Linked DNA regions of Mus musculus: region 1 is linked to region 2. A link is a contact called in public HiChIP or PLAC-seq data. All regions are on one chromosome and are shown on one strand. The core of a region is the stretch at or near the end of the contact, and the rest is flanking DNA. Distances in the headings are between cores, read along the strand shown. Region 1 holds the start of Platr22 (pluripotency associated transcript 22). Region 2 holds the start of Kif21b (kinesin family member 21B).

Evidence for each region. HiChIP or PLAC-seq counts read pairs in DNA pulled down with a chosen protein or histone mark.
Region 1: an H3K27ac HiChIP or PLAC-seq map of thymic regulatory T cells shows a contact between it and region 2, with 4 times the contacts expected there. The contact joins the promoter of Platr22 here to the promoter of Kif21b in region 2. A contact is called at or near these places in 2 of 484 Hi-C or Micro-C datasets (CD4 T cells and muscle stem cells) and 3 of 115 datasets of contacts at active chromatin or transcription factors (memory CD8 T cells, pancreatic cancer cells and thymic regulatory T cells).

Annotation. Positions count from the first base shown.
Region 1 is chr1:136,693,626-136,700,597 of GRCm38.p6, reverse strand. Platr22 (pluripotency associated transcript 22) reads right to left here and starts at 4,387. Exons shown (of 5, transcript NR_037986.1): 1 at 4,207-4,387. It also overlaps the pseudogene Gm24086.
Region 2 is chr1:136,126,044-136,132,762 of GRCm38.p6, reverse strand. It overlaps Kif21b (kinesin family member 21B), which reads right to left and starts at 1,373. Exons shown (of 35, transcript NM_001039472.2): 1 at 1,001-1,373. The coding sequence starts at 1,041. It overlaps Gm15850 (predicted gene 15850), which reads left to right and starts at 1,580. Exons shown (of 3, transcript NR_046170.1): 1 at 1,580-1,742; 2 at 3,258-3,370; 3 at 4,980-5,044.

The DNA of each region.
Region 1 (6,972 bases), core at 3,138-5,637, 560 kb before region 2:
CCATCTCCTATACTTTAGACCCAGTCTCAAAACAGGAAGGCAGGGGGCAGGAAGATAGTGGGTCTAGTGTTTGAAACCTCTCCTAATCCCAAGCTCATTCCGGCAGTCACTTCATTCCATGCTCAACTGAAGAGTAGCAGAGATCTTTACTCAGCTGGAAATGCCTTTAGAAGCAATTTTCAAGTATAACTTATAAAAGGTTCATTTTACATCTTTACTTAAGAAGAAATAAGGTCAGCTGGCTAGTGGAGGCCCAGGCCTTCAATCCCAGCAGTCAGAAGGCAGAGGCAGGGGGATGATCTCTGTGAGTTCTAGGACAGCCACAGCCACACAGAAAAACTGGGGTGGAAGGAGTGGTAGAGAGGGTAGATATAAGGTCTAAACTCAGCAATCCTAACTTACACTCAAAATTACTCCCTGGGAAATTCCTTTCAAATATTCAAAAGATACGAAGCGTACATAAACCGGGGTGGTGGCTCACACAGTCCCAGGACTTGGGAAGCTGAAGCAGGATAGTGAGTTCAAAACCAGCCAGGGTCTACAAAACAAAGGGTCTGAGGGTGAGTGTGCTTTTAAAAGAAGAGGAAGCAGAGGAGGAGGAGGAAGGAGAGGAGGAGGAGGAGGAGGAGGAGGAGGAGGAGGAGGAGGAGGAGGAGGAGGAGGAGGAGGAGTGGTGTTGAAAATGGTCTAGGTAGGAAGACAGCCAGCGACTATCTGTCGCTATGACTCCAGTTACTGAAATTTCATTCTAGACTTTCTGGCATGTTTTGCAGTCTCAAGATAAGGAAGGAGATGACAAGATAAGATGTGCACCGTGGCAGGAAGCAGATAGATGGCTGGGGAAAGATGGAGACAGGAATGCTTTAAGGCCTTAGTGGAGGTGCACACCAGAGGAAGCACAGACATTAGATCTGCAAAGTGGTTTTAAGAAAACGAGTACCAAAAAAAAAGAAAAAAGAAAAAGAAAAAGCCGGGTGTAGTGGCGCACGCCTTTAATCCCAGCACTCGGGAGGCAGAGGCAGGCAGATTTCTGAGTTCGAGGCCAGCCTGGTCTACAAAGTGAGTTCCAGGACAGCCAGGGCTATACAGAGAAACCCTGTCTCAAAAAAACCAAAAAAAAAAAAAAAAAAAAGAAAAAAAAAAAAGAAAAGAAAACGGGTGTTTCCTTTTAAAAATCGTCTTGTTACACTTATTTACTGTGCTAGGGAGCACACGTACGAAGTCAGAAGACAACTTTCATTTCTGCTCTGTGAATTCTGAGAACTGAACGCAGGCAGACCCGGGCCTTCACCTACTCAAGTGCGCAAGCAATATCTCCAGGAAACTGACAGCCTGCTGCTTTTGAAGACAATTCTCCTTCCACTCCTCAGGTTAAATATCACCATAGATCAGGGTAGCATGTCCCCCAGGTCTCACACCTCAGAATAAACAGTCATGTTTCCCAAGCCAGGCCTTTGAGCACTCCTCGAAGCTCTCCTGCAGAGAGGAGCCTGGAGCCCTTCCCCTGACCCTTTCTCTTCTGTTTTCTTCCTTCTCTTCCCCAATTCCCTTTGTTGGTAAGCTAAACTGTTCTGAGCCAAGCTAGGACTTTTGTTTTTTTCTGGTTGGCCTTCCAGAGCAGGGTTAAACCAGTTTGGCAACCTGCCCCTTCCCTCTCAGAGTTTCTCCTCTCTCCTCCTCGCATCTCAAAAAAGTGCTACTGAGGCTCACCGTCTTACCGCTCTGCAGAATCAACAGCACACAATCTGCTATAAATAAGTGAGAAAGAGCCAGAAGAGGAGGCCAGGAGAGAGAATGTGAACCCAGGGTGGTATGTGCCTGTAATCCCAGAATTCCAGAGGCTGAGGCAAGAGGATCTTGGCAACTTTGAGGTCAGCAGGGTCTATGAAGCAAGACCTTGTTTCAAAAAAAGTGGAGGCTGGGCCAGGAGAGATCGCCACCTCATCTAGCAACGGAAACGGGACTCCAATTGAGCAACCCGGGAATTTAATCATTCCCTGAAGCCGACAGGGGTGTGCCCAGGGCTTAAGGGAAGCCTATCAGGACACATTCCTGCCTTCTCTATCTCCATGCACAAGTCTGACCCTCACTGCTGAGGGCTTATCCAAAGGGCTTTTCTGAATCCAAGAAATAAGCTAACTACAATTGAGAAAATAAAGCCCAGAGCTGGAGAGATGGCTCAGTGGATAAGAACACTTGCTATTTCATAAAGGATCTGCATTTCCAGCAACTGAATGGGGGTTCACAAGCATCCAACTCCAACTTCAGGATGCACAAGATGTCCAGACCTACCTGCAAGAAAAACACTCATACACATAAAATAATAAAATAAATAGGTCTAAAAGAAGAAAGGAAAAAGGCCCAGTTGCACACTTAACCCCACCACTCAGTAGTCAGGAGAGACAAGGGCATCTCTGTGAGTTCAAGGTCAGCCTGGGTTACACAGCAAGCTGCAGGTGGGGCTACACAGTGAGACCCTGTCTCTAAGAAAAACCAAAAATGAATAGAAAGAAAACACAGGGCTGGAGAGATGGCTCAGTGGTTAAAAACACTGGCTGCTCCTGCAGAGTACCCGGACTTGATTACCAGCACCCACATAGTTTACAACTGTCTATAACTCCAGTTCCAGGGGATCCTGGACCCCTCATCTCCATGGGCACCAGGAGCACACATGTGATGTGTACCAATATATATACTTATATACACAAATAATTAAAATTATTATAAAAATAACATCCTTATATATCAACTGGCAAATGGTCACTACCCTAACACCTCCCAGGACACTGACTCCTTAACATAAGCCCCAGGACCTTAACACTTCAGCCACACTCGTAGATGGTCCAGACCATCGGTGCTAACTGTTGAATATCTATGTGTGTTGCTCTCTCAAGAAGAAAAGTCCCTAAGATAGTTTCCAAAACCTTGGGAAGCACTGGGGAGGAAGGCTGGACTTTCTTCCCTTCCCAGCACCTCCCCCGCCCGCCCTCCCCCCCCCCCCCCCGCACACCACCCCCACATCCTGCACTCTGCCAAGCCCCCCACCCCACCCCCCACCCCCCCGCCGGCACACCCCAAGCAGGCTTACCACCCTCCACCTTGCTTTTCTTTTCTTTTCTTTTTTTTTAATTTATGAAACGCTTCACAAATTTACATGCCATCCTTGCAGCAGGGGCCAGGATGTATCATTCCAATTTTAGTATATGTGCTGCCGAAGTGAGCACTCTTTTCTTTTTTTTAATTAAAATTTTCTTTTTGAGAATGTCATACATAAATAGTTTCCTCCCTAATTGGGAGTCCCAGTGCTATTATTAGTTTTGGGTTGGTTTTTTGTTTGTTTGTTTGTTTGTTTAGTTTTTCGAGACAGGGTTTCTCTGTATAGCCCTGGCTGACCTGGAACTCACTTTGTAGACCAGGCTGGCCTCGAACTCAGAAATCCGCCTGCCTCTGCCTCCCGAGTGCTGGGATTAAAGGTGTGCGCCAGGTTGTTTTATTTTTTTAAGTTTTTTGCTCTTTTTGTACTGGGACACAGAGCTACACATCAGCCTCAAAAGGCTAGTTTTTCATATCTAATGCATCACAGAACTCTCTAGAATCTCCCTATTTATACTGCAGTGTCACCTACACACACACATACAGTGAAGTCATACATCTTTACGTGCACAGCACCAAGAAACTAGAAACATCTAACATCCTATCTGTGAGAAATATGGAGAATTCTTACACCACAAATTCAAAAAAGGCAAAGAAAACACAAAACACATATAATTTGGGGTTTCCCATACGTTCCTGGATCAAAAACAACATCTAAGGTTGCTATTTTAAAGCCAAATTAAAGTGTTGATGTATATGTGTGTGTGTGTGTGTGTGTGTTTATGACAGGAAACGTCCCTAACAATAACACTTTATTTCCTGCAAACTACAAATAAATTCCATGCATTCCCATGCTTACTTTGCTCTGGAGCCCAGGGCCACTGACTCAGAGTCCGAGACCTCCTGTGTCATTGAGAAGAAAGTTTCTGTTAGGGCCCTAAGGTCTTTCTCAATGTTTTGAACCACTTAACAAAGAATTTGACAAACTGAGATACGTGAAACCTTAGTCACCAAGGACGGCTTCTACGACCTCAGTCTACAGGTATTTTTACCGAGCCATCCCTGAGTCACCAGGCTCTGTAAAAAACTCCAGTATGATCTTGTTTCACTAACCTTCACATCTTTTCCTAACGGAGCTTGCCGCCGGTGGTCACGTGGTACTGATCCTCTTCCTTTTCGGGGCGCAAGCAGCAGAGATTCAAGGCAGTCCGGTAGCCCGATCCGCACCCACACAAAAGTGTTTGGTAATCGCTAACTAAACAAAGAGGAAACGGCCAGGCCTGAAGCCACATTCCCAAACTGATTCCTCGGAACATTCCTCCTTAGAGGTGCCTGCTGACCCAGGGCGGTGGCTAACCCCCTGCTGTGCACAGGAATCCACCAGGCCCACATCTTACAAGCCTCTCACTCAGCGGTCCCCAAACTTACTGGACACTCCCTTTTCTCTAGCATCGTCATTAACATTCCACCTGTACCTTAGGCCTTGCCTGTCTGGTCAGTTCTGCTGAATTCACAGCCCCAGGTATTGTGGGTAATTATCCCTTGCTTACTCCAGGAGTAGTCAGAAGTCAGGATGTCCGTTTGTTTTTGATGGAGGGGACTGGGCCTCAGGCATGCCTGGCTTTCCTCTACCACCGAACTTCCTACCTGTTAGAATTTATGTCCTTTGGTGGGAAATGCTCAAATCCAAAATCCATTGGTCTGTCACTACCAGTTTTCCAGGGGAGACAGGGTGAGGTAGCCTCGCTTCCTACTCACCTCTTTCCTGGCATTACAGAATATGCCAATTCCTTGGCCTGGCACTTGACCTACATGACTGAGAGCTTACAAACAGGAGTTGCAGTCTGAATTCAGAGTCCAGTCTCCTCTGTTTAATAGACCTTGGGCAAATTGTTTCACCTCTCTGAGCTTCAAGGTTTCTATCTGTGAAACAGAATAAAAGGTACCTGGCTTTTGAAAGAAAGGTTTTTTTCTAGAGCAGATTAAATTGGCTACGTAGCCGGGCAGTGGTGCCACATGCCTTTAATCCCAGCACTTGGGAGGCAGAGGCAGGCTGATTGCAGAGTTCAAGGCCAGCCTGGTCTACAGAGTTCCAGGACAGCCAGGGCTATACAAACCCTGTCTCAAAAAAAAAAAAAAAAAAAAAAAAAAAAAAAAAAAAAGTGGCTATGTAAAGCCTGAAGTATGCTGGCTCTGGGGCACACGCCCTAAGTGCCAAGAGCTGGTTTTCCGGTGCCCTTGGCCCATCTTTAGTTAATACAGCTTTAACACCTGGGACAGAAGACAGAGGAAATGGAAAGTTGGGCTGGAAGGGGAAGAGGGCGCCTGCGGAAGCATTTTACAATGTGAAGTGAGGTCAGAGGCACAGACACAAAGATCAAAGCCTCGCAAAGTAGGAGGTGGGTGTGTCCCAGTCTGAGGAGCCAGGTCCTACCTCCAAAACCTCCCCGCTGCACTAAGCACCCAAGGATGGGACCTCTTCCCTTTCTCCCCTCACAGTCACCAAAGGCCATCGCAACCAAAGGATGAGAGCTGAGGGCAGGCACCGAATGCACTTCCCTAACCACAGAGACAGAGTTAAACATTGTTTTAAAAGGGGTGTGCTCAGCAAGTATTTGTCGAATAAATAAAAGCTTTGCGTGAAGGAGAGTTAAGTATGCCCGTGACTAACTGAGATTAAAGAAGCATTGGGGACTGCCATTTCTCTTCACCCTGAGAGGAAGAGTTAAGTTTATGGTTCAGGACATAATGTCTGCTACTGATAACCAGCTCTGTAGAATGAAAGCAATCATAAACAATATGTAAATGACTAATGCAGCTATGGCCAGTAAAACTATATTTGTTTATATATTTATATAGATGTGTATGTTTGGGTATATATATACATATGTATATATATATGCAAAAATGAATATACATGCAGAATCACACAGAGAGATTCAACGTTTGAATGATCTCATATGTTAAGACTTAGGATTTTGGGGCTGGTGAGATGGCTCAGTGGGTAAGAGCACCCGACTGTTCTTCCGAAGGTCCAGAGTTCAAATTCCAGCAACCACATGGTGGCTCACAACCATCCGTAACAAGATCTGACTCCCTCTTCTGGTGTGTCTGAAACAGCTACAGTGTATATTACATATAATAAGTAAATAAATCTTTAAAAAAAAAAGACTTAGGATTTCTTTTATTTATTTATTTATTTATTTATTTATTTATTTATTTATTTATACTCCAAAATTTATTCCCCTCCTGGCCCACCATCTGACTGTTCCACATCCCATACCTCCTCCCATCCCATCCCTGTCTCCACAAGGATGTCATCCCCCCACTCCCAACCCTGCCTCTCCTGCCTTAGGTTTTTCTAACCACTTAAAAACTTAAGAACCAAGCCGGGTGTGGTGGCACACGCCTTTGATCCCAGCACTTGGGAGGAAGAGGCAGGCGGGGATTTCTGAGTTCGAGGCCAGCCTAGTCTACAAAGTGAGTTCCAGGGTAGCCAGGGCTATACAAAGAAACCCTGTCTTGAAAAAAACAAAAACAAAAAAACAAAAAACAAAACACTTAAAAAAAAAAAAAAACAGCTGGGTCTGGGAGATTACAGGAAGTTAAGAAGTTGGAACAGGAGGATTGCTGTACATTCCAGACCACCCTGGGCTATAATATGGGACCCTGCCTCAAACAGACAAAAAAATGTAGAATCCATTCTTGGCTCACAAACCTTTATGAGACTAGGTGGTGATCAGATTTGACCCTGAGCCAAATTCTGCTTAGGAAATGACAGGAGATACGAAATTACAAGAGATACAACCATAAGGAAATGTCAACTGAGTATGTGCTATGTGCTGGGACCTGCTAAGTACTACTGATTGCCACAGTCCG
Region 2 (6,719 bases), core at 124-2,623:
TTGACTGCTCCCCTCCCCCACTCTATAAGGCCAGAACCAGAGATGTATGTTCCTCAGTGCATCTGTGAGTTGGTGACCAGCTCACTCACATTGCTACTCTCCCACTATGTTCTTCTTAAAGAGAAGACCACAAAACACAGTCGGGAGAGCTGGTGGGAGGCATCTTCACTCTCTGCAAAGAACAGAGAGTTCAACTTTGTAGCATTTCCTGTCCCTGCACCTGTGTGCCCCTAGGAAAAGAACCCACTAAGTCCCGTCCTCTTTCCTCTTAATGTCTGCCAGATTACTTCTAATACCTACAGATATCGGGAATGGGAATCCAGATAAATCTAGGGGCCCTTCCCCCCTGCTCAGTTTCACCTTTGTGCCTGTGAATGTAGCATTAGGGTCCTGTCACCCCTTTCACCCCTTCTGGATTAGTCCCTCGGATACACCTTTTTCTTCCTCCCTAGCACCATCTCCTCTTGGGGCAGGACCAGCAGGGCTTTCTCCAAAAGCCATTGGCACCCCGTGGAAAGCCAAGGCACCATTCCAACCCTTTCATGGGTCCCACAACCGATCTTTGTCTGTTGTATCCGCTCCCAGGATGGTGAGCTGGATCAAGAGCGTAGAACTGGCTAACTGGGGTAGATGGGGGGAGGGGGGATTCCCTCCTATACCCCAGAATGAGACAGCAGCCTCATGGGGAGGACAAGAGGAAACACACAGACGCTCCGGCCTGGGCCAAAGCTGGGTGTGAAATACCGGATTTCCTTGTTTATTCGATTTTCTGATCATTAAGTGCTCCCAAGAGGGGCCAGAAATTACCACCCAAACAAAGCCACCTTCCATCAGTCCGCTGGGCCGCCGCTCCCCTGCGGCAGCCGGGCCAGCGCGCGTCGGCCCCTCCTCCTGGACTGCAGACTCCAGCTCGAGCGGTGCCCGCGCCCCCCGCCCGAGAACACGCGAGACAAAGCTCGAACCCCTCCTCGCACGCCCCTTCCCCGCCATCGACCCTTACCTGACGGCCACTTTGACGCAGCAGTCGCCCTGGCCAGCCATGGTCCTCCGGCACCAGGGTCTGGGCGCGGATCAGGGGCGGGGGTCCGGGGGCCACTGCTCCAGGCAGCGGCTGCGGCTGCAGAAGGCGGAGGCAGGGACCCTGCTAGCGAAAGCGACCTCGTAGGCTGGAGGTGACATGCTCGCAGGAGGCGGCAGAGGGGCTCAGCCGCGGCCGGCCCCACGGGGCTGGTCCCATGCGTCTCCTCCAGCCATCGCGCGGAGGTGCTGAGCTCGTTGACAGCGGGCAGTGAGACCCGCAGCTCCCTACAGCGCGGCACACGCGCGCGCACACACCTCCCACCCGGACCGCCACCTCCCGCCGCAGCGCGAACAAAGGGGGCGGGGGCCGAGCCACCTCAGGACCCACCCCCAGCCCCTCAGAGCCGCGCAGGGCCCCGCCCCTCCCAGAGGCCGCCAATAGAAGGCCCCAACGAGCAGCAGAGGCGGGACTTGAGCCTTTAAAGAGACCTCTTGGCTCCCGTCCATCGGGTGGCTGGGAGGGGCGGGGTAGGATTGGAGGGCTTGGGAGTGAAAGCGGGAGTGGCATGATGGACTCGTCCCTGGGAAGTTGACCATTCGGGAACCACGGCCCTCGAAGTCATGGTACCTCAGTCTCAGTGGGATCTTCCTTTCCTAAATGAGGAACGGGACTCAAAGAGGAACACCCCAAGGTCATACAGCGAGTCTGTGGCTAGGCATGGGTAAGAACCTGGTCTCTGGGCTGGGCGGTGTGCTGCACCTCAAAGCATCTCATAGAGATGAGCAATTTGCAATTTGAAAGAGTCAGCGAAGTGTCCCTTCTGCATTTATTTCGGTAAATCCGCCAACCTTTATTGAAGGGGATTCTTGTTGATGTGGAAGTAAATTTCCCCACCTCCACTCTGCAACATCTTTAAGCTCATAGTTTGCTTTGATGGCTGACTGGCTCAGGTTCTCCTCACTAAACCAGGGTCCCACTAACCTTTATGACCCACAGGGCCTGGTTCACACTCTTTGTGACAGTGGGGGGGGGGGGCGGGTTGTGTGTGGGGGAGTCGATGTGGGAGGCCAGATCTGCCTGGGAAGTAGTAGGAACAAAGAAGCACTTGACTCCAGATACCTGGGAGAAGCTAGAAGGCAAAGGAGGCCAGCGCTGCCATCAGAAATGTATATAAAGGATTAGCCCAGGAGACTTTTCAACACAGGGCTATGAGAAAGGAGACCAGTAATGTGAAGTCAAGTCCCATTCCAGTTCACCCCTGCACCCTCCCAGCCCCACTCTTCTCCCTGCCCCCCAACAACCAACATTAGGACCATTCACAGGGCCCCTCACCAGCTGCCCTCCCTTCCCAGGCTTCACCCAGCTCCTTCCTCTGGAAAAGGCCCAAGAGGAGGACCCAGCTGCAGCTCAAGATGTGGATGGAGACCTCTGGGGGAGGGGAGGCAGGGGAGTCTGGCTCCAAGCTTCTTGCATCAGCCTCAGATGATGAAACCCTGTGAGACGTCTTGGCTGGGATGTACGTTAGGGTCCTGAGGATCCACTTCTTGGTGCCATCATTCCCCACTCCCCACCCCCATCTGTGACTGCTCCACTCGGGAACCCAGGTGCCTGTTTGGAATAGTTTTAAGGGAAAATGTGAAAGTTAGGTCAGCTCATTCTTCCTACCCTCGTAGCAAACAGGAGGAGAGCCAGAGCCCCAGAGAGGTAGTGGTGATGGTGGTGTGTAAGGGGTCCTGGTGGGATCCTATATATTTTATTAATATTAGCATCTGAAACCCAAAGCCAGTGAATCAAATTCCTTAGAGCAAGAGACAGTGTTGGGAAATTGGGACGCTGCTCCCTGTCTTCTAACAAAAGGAGGATGTGGAGAGCTGAGCGGTGCTTACACGGGGAGGTACTTGGTGCTTTTGTTCTTGTTTGTTCTCCTAACCTTATGAGCCAGGTTCTAGCCTTCTCCCCTACCCCCAATTTTGCAAGTGGGGAAATAGTCTCATAAGCAACACACAGAAGATCTGGACTTCTGCAAGTGGTTCTAGGCGTCCCGATTCCTCTAAGGGATTCCTCTAAGGGCGTGCCTGTGGGGAAGGGAGCTGGATTGGCCCAGCTTTGCCCGGGGGTGCCACAAGCAACAGGCTTAGCTCTCCTGAAAGATAATGTGTTTTTACCTAAACTGTTCCCCCTCCCTCCCATCCCTGGACTTCTTTGGTACTTAACTCTAGCTTCCTGTTTGCCATAGGTCTGCTCAGACTTCCAGCAGTAGGTGACCTTCTGACTCAGAGCTCCGCTGCTGGGAAATGCCACCAGAGCTTTCCTCTCTGTGTCTCCTGACATCCAGGGTGTGCAGCTAGGGTAAGCAAGGAGGCCCATGGCTGCGGACTCAGGCCTCCTAGCCATTAGGGTTTCAAGGTTCCAGTTGCCCCAGCCACCCCAGCAGCTCCCTCTGGGGTTAGCAAGCAGGAGCTGGGTGGCTGAGGTCCAGACCCTGACTCCTGGGCTCTTCTGTTCAGGAGTGAGGGACTAACGGGGCTGAGGTCATGTGGGGATCCAAGCTGAGAAGGAGGCTTAAGCTGCCATTTGGAGAGATTTAGATTAGTTCAGGGAAAGACTAAGACAGTCTCTGCCCTCTCTGAGCTCTCTCCAGCGTCAATAACCACTGCTTCTTTGCTGTGTTCCCACCTCTGCCCAGCTGCTCTTCTTAATGAACCTTGATGTTTCTCAGGATCAGCTACTGCATGGAGCCCTCAGTGCTACACACACACACACACACACACACACACACACACACACACACACACAATTTCTCAGGATCAGCTACTGCATGTAGCCCTCAATGTTTTACACACTCTCTCTCACACACACACACACACACACACATACACACACACAGAGGCTCACACCCATTTTTCTCAGGATCAGCTACTGCCTGCAGCCCTCAATGCTGCACATGCATACACACACACACACACACACACACACACACACACACACACACACGGGTGGGGAAAAGGCTAAGCCCCTAACTGGACTCGACTATAAGTCTCAACTTCTATTCTGAGTTGAGTTCCTTCCCCCAGGCATCTTGGGTCCTCCATCATTTTTCCTGACAGGAGCTGTGGGCGTCTGGGCAGATGGGAACCTCGGGGAGGTGTGGGGAGCCCCCTCCAAATCAGGAAGCTCCCACGCAACTGTAGTTAAAATACTCCAGCAGTGACTTGGGGCAGCCATCTGGCCTGAGCTCTCTTAGACACATTCCACTTTTTTAACAGCAGTGCTATGGGAACAGATAAAAACATGGAAGGGATTCCTATAGGTACCAGGAATGTCCCCAAAGGAGGTCTGAACTTGTGTCTTCTTTCTGTGTCCCCTACCCCCTCCTTCAGGAACAGCATTGCAAAATCTAAATAAGCCTTAGTGTAAAATGGTGGTGGTGGATACAGAGCTCAAGACCTCGAGTTCTAACCCCAGGCCCACCCCAGCATCTGCGCTTGGATCTGTGGGAGCAGGCCTCAGTCTATCCTATAACAGTGTCCTTTAGCAGATGTCCAGCTCCAACCTCCAATGTCCAGCCAGAAGCAGGGCCCAGCGCTTCCCACCCGCAAGAAGCTCAGGACCCCAAAAAAAGATCCATTGAGCTGCAGACTCAGGAGATCTGAGTGCAGACGTGAACTGAGCCTCACTTCCTGTGTTTAGAAGGAGACAGACTTGGCCACAGAGGAAACCAGAGACTGTTATAAATAGCAAGGAAGGCAGAGAGCTGCCCATGGATTTCAAACATCCATCACTCCTAAAACAAACTCTATTTTTGGCTTCAAATAATAATTAGGATTTAATTAATACTCTATGTAACCTCAAACATTCTCTCTCTCTCTCTCTCTCTCTCTCTCTCTCTCTCTCTCTCTCTCTCTCTCTCTCTCTCTCTCTCTCTCTCCTTCATTCTATTTTTTTCTTCTTAAAGCAGAGTCTTTCTGTGAAGCACATGCTACCACTAAAACTCATGATCCTCCTGCCTCAGCATCCAGAGAACTGGGATCATAGGCACACCCATTGTACATGTTTCTTTTTGTTTGATTGTTTTGGTTTTTTGAAACAGGATCTCTCTGTTTTGCCCTGGCTACTCTGAAAGTCTCTCTGTATACCAGGCTGGGGTTGAACTCAAAGATCTACCTGCCTCTGCCTCCTGAAGCCTGTGGTTAAAAGCATGCAGCACCACCACCTGACTGTACATGGTTCTTAAACATGGTAACTTTACCCACCCTTCTACTCTGCTGTGCCTGCTAACAGTATCGATGTGGCCATTCTCATGGTCACCAGTCTCCATATCAACATCTAGACTCAAAAAGAACCCCCCAGGTCACATTATTCAGCCATCTTATTTTTGAATGAAGAAACTGAGGCCCCAAGAGGGAAAGAGATTTGTCCGAAGTTGCATAGGATGGTAAAGCAGGGGCTGAGCTGCAAGACTGGAAGTTCGGTTGCTGTGCTGCCCCTGGCAGCATGATAAGACCCCAAGGCTAAACATCTGAAATCAGCCTGTCATGCGTTTATAGTCCTGACAAAACTTTGGTCTGAGTGAAATAACGAAAGGCAGTCCAGAGGCTGAGTTGTGATCTTCTGAGTCACGGAGGTCTGGGCTCACATCCAGAACTCACATCCACATGATGAGCTGTGTAACCCCAAGTCGGTGATGTAACCGAGCCCAGCATCAGCTCCCACATCCCAAAGCGAGACGGAGCACGTCCTCATCTCAGGACCATCATGGAGTTGCAATGGGGGGAGGGAGGATGCACATCAAGAATTCCACCCAGTGCTTGCCTCAAAGTAGATTTCAGTCCTTCACATTGTTTGCGGGTTCTCCATCTTTTCTCCAATAGACTCTACCTCTGTCTGGCCAGAGGGGTAGGTTTACAAAAAAAGATGGAGAGGGACTCTCAGGAGTGAGCAAGAACAAGGTTGTGAAGATGAGGTGTCATTAGTGAGGGGCCGGGGTGGAATTCAGTGGTAGAAGGCTTGCCCTGCATGAGTGGAATTCTAGGTTCGTCAGCTAAGCCTTTGGCGTGAGATCTGCTGGGTGGATCGGCAGATCTGCAGGAACTTAGCTGCCCTCTGCTGATGACATGGCAGCACCTTGGGCTTTCCAGGAGGAGGCCTTAGCCTTGTGCACCCTTTCCTACACAGGTAACCATGGCCTGCCTCCCTGGGGGCTGGGCCCCTGAAAGGGGAGAGTTCTCACTCACCCTGTAACCACGCTGGATGTGTCACACACGTTTTCACCTAACCCTCACAATCATCTCTGGGGTACACCATTATCGTGACTGTTTTTCAAAAGAGGAAACAGGTTCAAAGGTCACTTGGCTAGGGTAGTAGTCATTAGTGTGCTGTTCCTGTATTTCCCGAACTCTGCCTTTCCAGCACAGGGCTCAGGACTACATGTCCTTACTCCTCTGATAGTGAGGGACCATGTGACTTGAACCAATAAAAAGTGAAGCTTTGGGAGGCACTGCCACTGTCACACCTGTACTGTTCACAGAGCATAGATGAGAAATAAACTTTTCTTGTGATCAGCGGCTGAACGTGTAGGTCCTGTGTGGTCCTGGCATAGCCTAACCTACTCTGACACAGTTGGTAAAAGCAGACGCAGAGTCTGGAGATCTCCCATCTATAAAGATGCCAAAAGGCCCAAGTGATTTCCAGGGCCCTA